Regions from separate parts of the Mus musculus genome. Here region 1 is linked to region 2. A link is a contact called in public HiChIP or PLAC-seq data. All regions are on one chromosome and are shown on one strand. The core of a region is the stretch at or near the end of the contact, and the rest is flanking DNA. Distances in the headings are between cores, read along the strand shown. Region 1 overlaps Galnt2 (polypeptide N-acetylgalactosaminyltransferase 2). Region 2 has its middle 3.2 kb from the start of Gm42054.

What was found. HiChIP or PLAC-seq counts read pairs in DNA pulled down with a chosen protein or histone mark.
Region 1: a contact with region 2 is called in an H3K27ac HiChIP or PLAC-seq map of embryonic fibroblasts, with 21 read pairs. The contact joins two enhancer-like sites. A contact is called at or near these places in 2 of 39 promoter capture datasets (the HPC-7 cell line and liver), 1 of 15 datasets of contacts at CTCF or cohesin (the NIH/3T3 cell line), 11 of 484 Hi-C or Micro-C datasets (the C2C12 cell line, DN2 thymocytes, adipose-derived mesenchymal stem cells and 7 more), 6 of 115 datasets of contacts at active chromatin or transcription factors (embryonic fibroblasts, embryonic stem cells, fibro-adipogenic progenitors and 1 more) and 3 of 9 other capture datasets (adipose tissue, embryonic stem cells and pancreatic islet).

The regions. Positions count from the first base shown.
Region 1 is chr8:124,287,870-124,293,536 of GRCm38.p6, forward strand. All of the region lies in intron 1 of Galnt2 (polypeptide N-acetylgalactosaminyltransferase 2), which reads left to right. Among named protein-coding and RNA genes, the nearest start is that of Galnt2, 59 kb to the left of the region's middle. Within about 2 kb of position 3,627, at least 69 of the 459 cell types and tissues checked have an H3K27ac peak or open chromatin away from gene starts, as enhancers often do. A contact at or near this core is called in the C2C12 cell line, brown adipocytes, embryonic fibroblasts and 2 more, where this site is marked.
Region 2 is chr8:124,190,798-124,195,875 of GRCm38.p6, forward strand. No RefSeq gene overlaps it. Among named protein-coding and RNA genes, the nearest start is that of Gm42054, 3.2 kb to the right of the region's middle. Within about 2 kb of position 2,379, at least 71 of the 459 cell types and tissues checked have an H3K27ac peak or open chromatin away from gene starts, as enhancers often do. A contact at or near this core is called in the C2C12 cell line, brown adipocytes, embryonic fibroblasts and 2 more, where this site is marked.

The DNA.
Region 1 (5,667 bases), core at 2,377-4,876, 98 kb after region 2:
GGCTGAGTGGATGTCTCTGGAAGCCAGTGGTCACCCACCAGGTGCCCGGTGTGTCCCAGGACCACCACTACCATCCTGATGGGTCTCCCTCACCTCTGTGCCACAGGAAGGAGTGTTCCTCTTAGTGTTGGGTTTCTACTTGATATTACTGCCACGTGGTCTATTTTAGACATAGTACCCGGAGGTTGTCGAAGTCTTAAGTGATGCCCACTAGCCTTTATCTGCATTTGGTAGCAAGGCAGCTAGCTCTGGGAAGGTGTCAAGTTAGCCAGGACCACACATCGCAGCTAGACTCTGGCAGCTCAAGGTAGAATGTTGGGAGTCTCTGGCCTCTTTCTTCTAGTGTGGTCACATGAGAGATGGCATCTACACATAAGGACTTTTGTCAGCCTCCATGTGCACCCACTCTCCTGGGTCCCCCATAAGTACAGAATAGTGCAGCACCCAGATCCAGGGCTACTGGCTCAAGCTGTGTAGATGGCATCAGCCTTTGTTTCAGAGAGGTTTGATGGTCTAGGACCTGCCTATACTTGAGGAGCAGCTGGAGTTGTCTGTCACTGTGCCCACGAGGCCATAGCCAGCTTCTCACCCAGGGAGGGAGGGAGGGCAGAAAAACTGTGGCCATTTCTAACCCAGTGCAGTCCATTGCTCCAAACCAGTATTCTTCATGACACATACCAGGATGTAGTAGTGCCAGACGTCAGATCATGGATAGGAGGCTCCTGGCTTCATTTGAGCAGTAGCATGTGGACCTGTGGCTTTGGCTCCCTAGGTTTTGTCGACATTCTGCCACTTCCTTTGAATGTGTCATACCCCCCCCAACCCCCGTGTCAACCTAGATGAAAACATGATTCCTGAGACTCTGGGCATGGGGTGGGAACTTGAGTTTATTGCAAAGTGAGTCCCATGTAGGGAATCACCCCTGGTGTCTCATGAGGATCAAGCATGGTGTGTGATCACCACAGAGGTGGCTTTTAAGACAGGTGGGAATAGGTCCAAAGTTCTGAAAATCATGAGAGGGGATGGCCAGGACCCTGTGCTGTCTGAGCAGCTGGGGACCAGCCAGCATGTGCTAGAGGGTGACCATGTATCTGGTCAGCTAGTCTGTCCCAGGACTGTTCCTGGGAGGCAGAGAGAGCTGGCACCCTCCCCCAGACAGCCACAGTTTCACTGAGGTATACAGTGTTTGCCCTCAATTCTGTGATCTGGGTCTCAGTTTTCTTCTCTTTGGAATGGGATGCTGGTATTGCTTCACAGATGTGGTAAAGATCACACACAGACTACAGGGCACCTGAGAGCTTGACAGCCCCAGAAGGTGGGATGTCCACAGGAAGCATCTGCTTCAGGAAGGCAGTGCCAACTGTCTCACCGAAATGCAGATGTGGCGTCTGGTGGGAGCATCTGGCTTTCTGTGCACATGTCCAGCCTCCTATGAAAACATCATGGGCTGATGTTCTCCTAACAGTCCAGCCGTGGCTGTGTGTGCTCACGGGGCATCGGTGCCCATGGTCCCCTGACGCTTAGTCCAGCAGTGTGCTCATGCTAATAGCTATATTCTCGCAAGGCTACTTTGGCTTCTCCTTGGCCAGTTTTTGTTTTTTTTTTTAAAGAAAATAGATTTAGTATGAAAAGTGGTGTTTACCAAAAAGACATAGAGACAGACCCAGCATTGCTCAAGTCTAGACTGCAGGGGTGTCTCTGGGTACTCACCTGAATTCCTGGGGACCTTTGGAGTCTGGCCTATTGTGTGGACTACACCTGAGGAGTAGACCAGACCTACAGCATTTCTGCAAATAGCTCTCTAGCCAGGCACAGTTGGCAACCGTAGGCCAGGCCTGGCCAGATCGTCTGCTGCATCAGTGATGCTGAGAGCCATGTAGATTTATGATTCTACCCATAACATATTTGTGCTGGGTTTAAAAATTATTCATGAGAATAATTTAAGAACATGAAAGAGTTGGAGAAGTGGAAACAGCACCCAGCACTCTCAGCCAGCATGAGCTTCCCCGTGTCTCGTTCCAGGCTGGTCCATATGGATGGGTATTTTTAGATAGTTGTTTTATTGTGTACATAAAATTTGGTCTCCTGCTTAACATAAGCATTTTGCATATTTGATGTGGTCTTTATCATTATAATTTTTAACGAATGCATAATATCCTCTTAAGGGGCTGTAACATAAATTAACTGCTTAGTGGAGACTATTTTAAGTTTCTTCTCTACTTGTATAAGTAATACTGTAGTATTTACGCATAGAATGTGTTCCTTATTTGGCATTAGTTCATTGTGAAAACTCTCCAGAAGCCCTTGGGTAGATGTGGGAGGGGGAGTGAAGCCCAATCTCAGGGCCTAGAAAGAGCTGCGGGTTGGGGTTCTGATCACTCTCCTCAGGGACTTGCAAACACTGAGCAGGGTAGCCTTGTCAGGATGGTTGGCACTCTGGGGAGGCCAGTCTTTGGATCAGGTGTGATAGATCCACCTCCTATTGTTACATTGTAGCAACCACCTTTTCATCTTGCCTTCCTCATCAGGAAAATGAGGCCAGCAAAAGCACAAACGCATTGTGAACGAAGACTGTGTTAAGTAAAAGGCAGACCAGATGGGGAGGTAGCAGATTAGGCTGTGCTATTTGGGGCTCCTTCATCTGGGACCCCAACTGGAAGATGCTGGTTCTGCTCCAGGACCTGTGTTGGGCTGGCCCCTCTGCTCCCCTGATCCAGATACACTGATGGGGAAAGCCCTGGATGCACTGAAGAAGGTGTCTTCTGAAGGGCCACCAGGGTCCATGGTGGCTACATGGGACCTGATCATCCAAGATACAGTGGATCTGTTTGTGAGTGTTTGAGGCTGACATGGACAGACAAACTTCTGGTAGTGAATAGGGCAGGAAGCAGCATGGTGTGAATAGGCTATGGCCACACCAGCCAGGGAGACCCCATCTCCTGCTCTGTTGCTCTCTGCTGCACCCTCACCCTTGGCTGTACACTGTGAAGTGCTGTCTGACTGCCGAGCCTTTCCACCGCTTTCCTGTCATCTGTTCGGAAGTTTTACTTTATTTTAAAATGTGATCAACTGGTATGAGTCACAGGGAAAAGCATTTGCTAAAAACCACTCCCTTTCATGTGGAAGACATTTTCTAGTCAAGCTTTTGACATGCGTCACTTCTGTAATATGAGGGGATCTGCTTCGGCTGGAGCCAGAAGCCCAGCACAAGCAGAACTGGGGCCAAGAGAGGGCTGTTGGCACCACTGCACAAGCAGGATCTCCATTTATAGGCAGGGAATGGATGTGGATGCCATGCCCAGGTCACACCCAGCTCACCCACGGACTTCACCGATTTACCATGAGGCCCCTGCCTCAGCCTCCGAGAACAGGACCGGACCGAAAGCTGAATTGGTTCCCATGGCTCCCAGACACACCCAGGTGTGATGGCTCCTGAGGAGCGTATATTTGGGCTCAGAGTGTATAAGGCCACAGTCTCTAATCCCTGCCCTCAGGCTCCCGGGCTCCTAACATGTCACCTAGACCCTCCTTCCCCAGGAGATGCTCTTTAAGGTCACACACTCAGTCCACAGATCTGCCCAGACAAAGCCAGGCTGCAGCAAGGCACTGTGTAGTCAGAGACTCCTACTGGGAGCAAGATGGCATTGCACCAAGGCCCTGTGGCACCTCTGATCCTCCAGTAGTGCAGTCAAGAGTTGCCTGAGGTGACAGAGATCTTCCCTACTGAGTCTCAGGAGCCCTAGGGGACTGCTCCTGGTGGACTGGGTCTCTGGCAGCCATCACTCTTGTGTGTGGCTGAGAGCATTTGGACAGAATGCTTTTTGATGGTTGTGTGTGTGTGTGTGTGTGTGTGTGTGTGTGAGTGAAAGGTTCCATGGTGGAGCACCAGCTACAGTGCTCCAGAGGGTTGAGTGCTCCTGATACTGTCCCATGAGCACACATAGTGAAATAAAAGCACAGATGACCTTTGTCGTAGTGTGCCTGTGACTTGTGGTCAACGAGTGTATACAGAGCACATTAACTCACACCTCACTGAACCTTGATCTCCACAACCTGCTTGGTACAGTGAGCATCTCTGGGTAGAGCAGCCCTCTCAAGGCTGCCTGGGACCTCTCAGAACTGGGTTTTCATCTCCTCCCTTAACGGCTGACTCTCTGCATGGGCTGTGAAGTCTGTTGCGGGCTCCTCCTGTTCTTCAGGCGTGTCCCAGTGCCACCCCTGTAAGGTGAGGCAGGAAGATTTACTGCTTACCTCTGTGCACACGGTGTGCAAACAGCTTCCGAGGAGATCCATGGATCCGTGAGGCACACCTGTGGTGCCAAGCTGCCCCTCAGCAGCCAGTGATGGGGAGGAGCACCCCTCATCTTCAAGCCGTGCTCCCATCAGGCCTTGAGCTCACAAGTATAGCCCAGTTGCTCTCCGAGGCCGAGGGGTCAGTGTTGCTGAGGTCGAGTTGAGGAAACCTGTAATGTAGTGTGGTCCTCATGTGGGGGTTGGGGGCCTCTCCCAGACTGGGTGCCCCCTTCTCGGTGGATTAGAAGCACGTCGTCCGGTTGGGTGGGTGGTTTGGTGCGCTCCTTTGGGAGGTTTGTAAGAATTTTAGGAGATGATGAGGTATATCTCCACAGTGCAGGCCTGGGGGCTGTGACCCAGCCTTTCTGCCCTATGTCTGCTCCCCAGTCTGCTGTTCTCATCTCCCACGGCCACAGGCTGCCCCAGCCACACCTCTCCTGGGTGACGGGCCGTATCCGCTAAAACCGTGAGCCAGAGTCAGTCCTTTTCCCTTACGTGGCTGCTTGTTGGGTATTGGTCACAATAAGAGCAGCCAGCAGGGAAAATGAGGCTCTGACACAGTGAGCAGGAGGTGCCTTGCTCTGTCTGGTGAGCCCTGTCTACAGAGTCCTGTCATTTGGGGGAGCTCTGTCTGGGGGAACATGTGGGGTTTCTTCTGCTCCACCATGGTAGAACCACCTACTCCAAGGACTCAGAAATAGCCAGCAGTCCCTGCGTCCCTCTGGGTCCCTTGGTGGAAATACCTGGCTGTAAGAGGGTGGTCTGTAGCTGGGAGCTGTTCTGCTCCGCGAGCCTGGCTTTGGGCTGAGTGGTACCTTAGTGGGTTTGGGCGTCTGAGTTTTGAGATGAGCTCCAAGTCTGAGTAAGCCTCTTTCAGAATCTGGCGACCTGGCTTTTTATAAACGCAAGTGCTACTGTTCTGCTCAGCCCCGGTGATAATTACTGAACAGTCTCTAAATGACGCTGACAGGTGACATTGAGGAACCCGACATTCAGGAGTATTTTGGGGACTTGTTCTGTGCCTGACCATATGGTCTAGTAGCTAAAAGGATTTAACATCGACAAGATGTGTTTCAAAAGGGAAGATTTCAAACTGCCTGTTTATTTTCTCCCTTCTTCCAGAGGAGTATTTTTATGCCTGTTACAAACATGGCAGAAGCCATGTGTTTATTGCCTCCGCCCCACGAGCACAGACCTGTCACTAGGCAGACTCCGTCTTCCTTCCTCATAGCAGGAGAAGCACAGTGCCTGGTCCCCAGCCTGGACCCGTGGGCTCTGAGCACGGGGCTTCACCACCTGGAACATTAGGGCATTCTCAACAGGACTGCTGGTCTGGTCTAGATGGATTGCTAAGGTCTGTAGATGCAGGAGCCT
Region 2 (5,078 bases), core at 1,129-3,628:
CCTGGTCCCAGCCTAGCTGCATGAAGGAAGGCCTGTCCTCTATCCCTTTCCCCGTCCCTCCTCTCTCTCTCTCTCTCTCTCTCTCTCTCTCTCTCTCTCTCTCTCTCTTTCTCCCTTCCCCTTTCCCTCACTCCCTCTTTTTTTTTTTTTTTTGAGGTCTCACACCATAACCAAGGCTGGCCTGAAATTTACTATGTAACTCAGGAGAGCCTCAAGTTCTCCCAAGTGCCAGAATTACAATGTATAGCCACACCTGCATCAATCTCTTTCATGGGGCCTTCATAATCTAACACCTCAACTCTATCACCTAGGAGACCGTTCATCATATGAAGGTGCAACACCCAGGTTGCAGCCCAGACTCCAGCAATTACATCCGGACAGTCTGTGATAATCTTTGCTTCAGGTCCATAACTTTGATTCCACCTCTAGAGTCTTTCTTGCCACATAACACAATACAGGGAAAGTTTTAGGGACTAGACTGTGAATCCCACTGAGGTGGCCTCCCTGCCTGTCACAACCCTCATGGTGAAGAGCTATATCTGAGAGGACAGTTGCTTCAGTATTGGAATGCCACGCAATTTAAATATAAAGCAACGGGAACAGCCCAGTCTCATGTCAGGACAGTTTCCAAACTACTGCTTTTATGATGGGATGCACTAGGCAGCCATTTAATGGCAGGGCCAGTGAGACGCTCATCAGGTGAGGGTGCTTGCAACTGAGTCTCATGATCTGAGCCTTGTGATGGAAGTCGAGAACTGACTTCCACAAGTTGTCCTCTGATGTCCACATATATGTGATGCATGTGTGCCCATACACAAATACACACACACACAAAATTTAAAAATAAATAAAAGAGAAACATAGCTGCATATGAGTATCTGTAGAAAGAATGTTTCTGTACATGATGCAAGAAAGTTTAAGTGCTATTTATCTAAAGAAAGACTATAGATTTATATTATAGGTAGTACACCATCTGTACATGTGGGCATATTTATAAGTGTTATGTTTGTCTGCGTTCTGTTGCCAGCAATATCATCTCCGCATAGGAGAGTCATAAAGAAAACATGTCCACTTTGTGCGTGCTTCCAGGGGTCAGGGTTGAAGCGATGAATGTGGAGGTGGCTTTTGCCAGCAGAGTCCCCAAGACAGTGTAAAGTGTCACAGGGTAGGAGACAGGAAGCACTCAGGTGTATGTCTGGGTCTTGCTCCCTCTTCTGAGCCACTTGGATTCAGTAGTGTTCCCCAACCAGGAAGCCTTTTGTTCTGATCAGCTCCCAGATGGAATCTCTACCTCTTAGAACCTCACTGGAGGGGTGGGGGGTGGGGGTTAGATGACAGTACATGAAGCCCCAGACAACCAGACCAGAGCAAATGCACACAGACTCTCAGGAAGAGACGCAAGCTGCCATTGCCTATAGTATCTGTACAGGAAGACCACAGTGACGTGGCACACAGAGGCCCAGGTGTGGGTCTGGCTACCCTGGTCCTGTCCTAGTCACACCCTTAAGAAGGGGATCCCTTTGAGCCTTAGACTCTCTCTCCCTCATCCGGCAGATGGGAGAGCAATGCTGGCCTTATGACAACCCTCTCTCAGGCTTCTCAGAGAGTAAAATGGAGTGATATACAAATGGTTTTTAGAGTGGGACCTGGCACAGGGCCCAGCATGGTGTTTCTATGACAAGCTGTTCAAGAATAAATGGATGAACCAGAAGTGGGGGTCCATGCTCGTTAACCAAGCACTGAGGGGGTGGAGGCAGGAAGACCAGCCGTTCAAGGTCATCTTTAGCTTCATAGTGAGTTCGAGGCCAGCCTGGACTACATAAGACTATCTCAAAAAACAGGAACAGCAGGAACCCCAAATACTACATAGATGGGATATAGATGGTACTGGTCCATGTGAAAGATGGAGCCAGTTCTCGTTGCCCCACAAGTCCTCAGAGCAGGGTTAAGAAAGAAGTAGTGTAGGGTCCAAGTCTCCCTAGGTCCTCAGGAGTGAAGCTGTGGGGAGCTGGGCCCGGCCAGACATGGTCTCCTCGCTCTAGTGGTTCTTCTGTAGTCGCATCCATGGAAGGAAGCAGCCATCCCATAGAGGCAGCATGTCTAAGTCCTGTTGCTCGTCCATGTACCCTTGGAGCCTGAGCGGCTGAGTGACAGACAGCCGCTGGGAGCCAGGGGTGGTTCTGAGCTTTCTTTCCTTGCGACCTGCGACCTCTGACCTCCCACATCCAGCCTCAGGTGTGAGAGCTGGAGCTGCCTCTACTAGGCCTTGACCCTGCTCTCTCATCTGCAGCTGGGAAATATGTCAGGACCAATCCTCGCCAGTTGTCCCAGGAGCCCTGAGTCACTTTGGGCAGGAGCCATTTTCCAGCGCTCACCCTCACAGAAACACAAGAGGCTTTTCAGAGGGAGTTGTGATGAAATGCCAAGGCAAGCTCTGGGCCAGGGTTCTGGGAAAGGAAAACTCAGACCTCCCCATGACTAACCGAACCGGAAGCCGAGGAAGGAAATAGTGAATTTGTACTAAATCTCTGCGCTTGAAGCCGACACCGAGCCCTTGTGTTATTCTCTAGCAGGCAGGGGGGGGGGGGATCGAGCTTGAAGAATTTCTCCTCCTCGTTCTAGCTCCTGATTTCTTACATTTCTCCCAAAGGTCAAGTGCCATGATCAAGCCTCCCCCAGAAATATCTGCCTTCCACGCAGTGTCTGAAATGTCATTGCCAAAAATGAGAGAAGCCATGGACAGTGGGATCCTGGTGGCGGTCTGCCCACACAGACCCTGTCACGATCCTTGCAGAAGCGAATGCTGTGGTCCTCTCTGTAGAGTGTCTGCTTCCTTGCACCCCATCTTTTGACTACATATACTCTTCAGACCTGTGGTGAATTATTTATTGGGAGTGATGTGAGAGCAACATGAGTGTAAAGGGACATTACAGTTATAAACAGGTTTCCTCTGTGTAGCCCTGGCTGTCCTGGACCTCATTCTGTAGACCAGGCTGGCCTCGAACTCAGAGATCCACCTACCTTTGCCTCCCAAGTGCTGGGATTAAAGGTGTGTGCCACCACAGCCTAGCTTCTTTCCCCCTTTTAAGGACAGGCTGATTTCAAACTCATAAGCCTCCTGCATCAGCTTCTAGAGCGCTAGGATTTCAGACCCGAGCCGCCATGCTCAGCATCTTGAGGCTTTATAAATGTGCCAGTTCACCCATTACCTGCCAGGATGTAGTCAGCGGATACACAGATCCCAGGGAAGCCTGTATCCCAGGCAAGCAAGCAGAGGCTCAGCTTCCACATCTGGCTGCTGGTCCTGCCTGGCAGAGCCCAGAGAGAAGCTGGGCTTTGCTGATTCCCAGCTAACAGGCAGTGTGGTGGTTAATATTCATTGCCGACTCTACGAAGGTTTAGGATCACCATGGTAACTACCTGTGGGCATGTCTGTAAGGGTGAGCATCAGCAATCATTTTCTGCTTCTTGATCGTAGATGCAATGGGGCCAACTGCCTCAAGCCCTCCACCATACCTTCACCCCCATGATTGACTGTGTCCTCTCAAACTGGGAGTCCGGATATAACCTCCCTTCCTCAAGTTACCTTCCTCAGGGGTTTGATCATAGCGACAAGAAAAGTGACCAATATAAACGGAGCTGCAATACTGAGGGCTAGCCCTGCCTTCGTGCACTGACCAAAGGCTAGCCCTAGCGTCACGGGAACTCTATATAAGATTCATAACCCAGCCTGTTTCAGACCGAAATCTCCTGCCCCAGCTCAGGGAACACATGGCTCATGCCCACCTCTGCTGCCGGGTGCCCCTAGAGCCCTCGGAGAGATGGTTTGGAAGAGTTAACTCGGCTTCCAACACTCAACGCCAGAGGAGCCATTTGAGAAGCTGCTTCCTCTTGAAGGATGAGCAATGGCCAACGCTATTTTTGGTCCCCTTCCCAATGTTTGCCCAGCATTAGTAAATCACTGCTGTTTATCCAGGGTTTCCGCTGCTGTTGTCTTTGGAAGCTCTGGGTTGTGGATTAGATAGAAGGCGACAGGAGCCTGTGTCCAGGGGGTGCCATATGCAATGCCGACTGTCGAGACCAGTGGGCAGCCCTCTGGGCTCAGACTCCTGCTCTGAGGAGGCTTGTCCACCAAGAGTGACTCCAGCTCTCACTGGGGATCATACCTGTAAGTGACACAGCCTTTACTTCTGCGTTTCACAATATTCACTTTGGTTTGTCTAGGGAGGTACAGTTTATGGTAAGAACGCAGTCTTGCCTGGCACTGACTTGCTCATTTTAGAACCAGGTTGCTTTTCTTGTCAAACCCTGATTACTGCTGCTGTGGCCTTTGGTACTCGGTGTCCCTGAGTGCCATAAATGGCAGGTGCTGTGAGTTTTATGCCCACGACCCAGTCTAGGCACCTGATGCTCTGAACTGACTTATTCAGAATTCCAGACTTAGCAAATGTCTGATCTAAGAGAGTTGAATTTTAGAGTCAACATAGCCAGACCAGGCTCTAGGCTAGTGATCACTACAAACATCCTCTATGTCTTCTGTTGGAACATTCATAACAAAACCCTGCAGGCCAGTGGGGTTTGGTCAACAGACATCCTCACTGTCCTGAGAGCTGAAAGTCCAAGGCCTACAGGTGAGAAGGCTGTTTTCCCCTCAGGCTGGTGACTGCCCTCTAATGCCCTGGGACACTGTTCCTCTGTGTGTGTGTTTGTATCCTGATCTCTTCCAATGAGAACCCCAGTCACCCTGGATTAGGGGGTACCCCAAGGACCTCACACTAGCAGACAATTCCTGCAAAGACCCCGTCTCCAAATACAGTCACATTCTAAGCTCCTGAAGGCTCAAGCCTTCAGCATGCGAACCTCAGGGAGACATCATTCGGCCCATAACACCCCATTTCTCAGATGGTGAGACTGAGGCAAAAAGCACACAAATCACACAGTGTTTTGACCCAAGCAAACAGTCCCAAGTGTCTACTGTTCACCTCTACCCCGTTGTGCCAGGCTGTCACACTGGGCCATGGCACTTACTCATCCTGAGACTGCAATGCTGGACATCAGGAAATGAATGAGCAGAGACT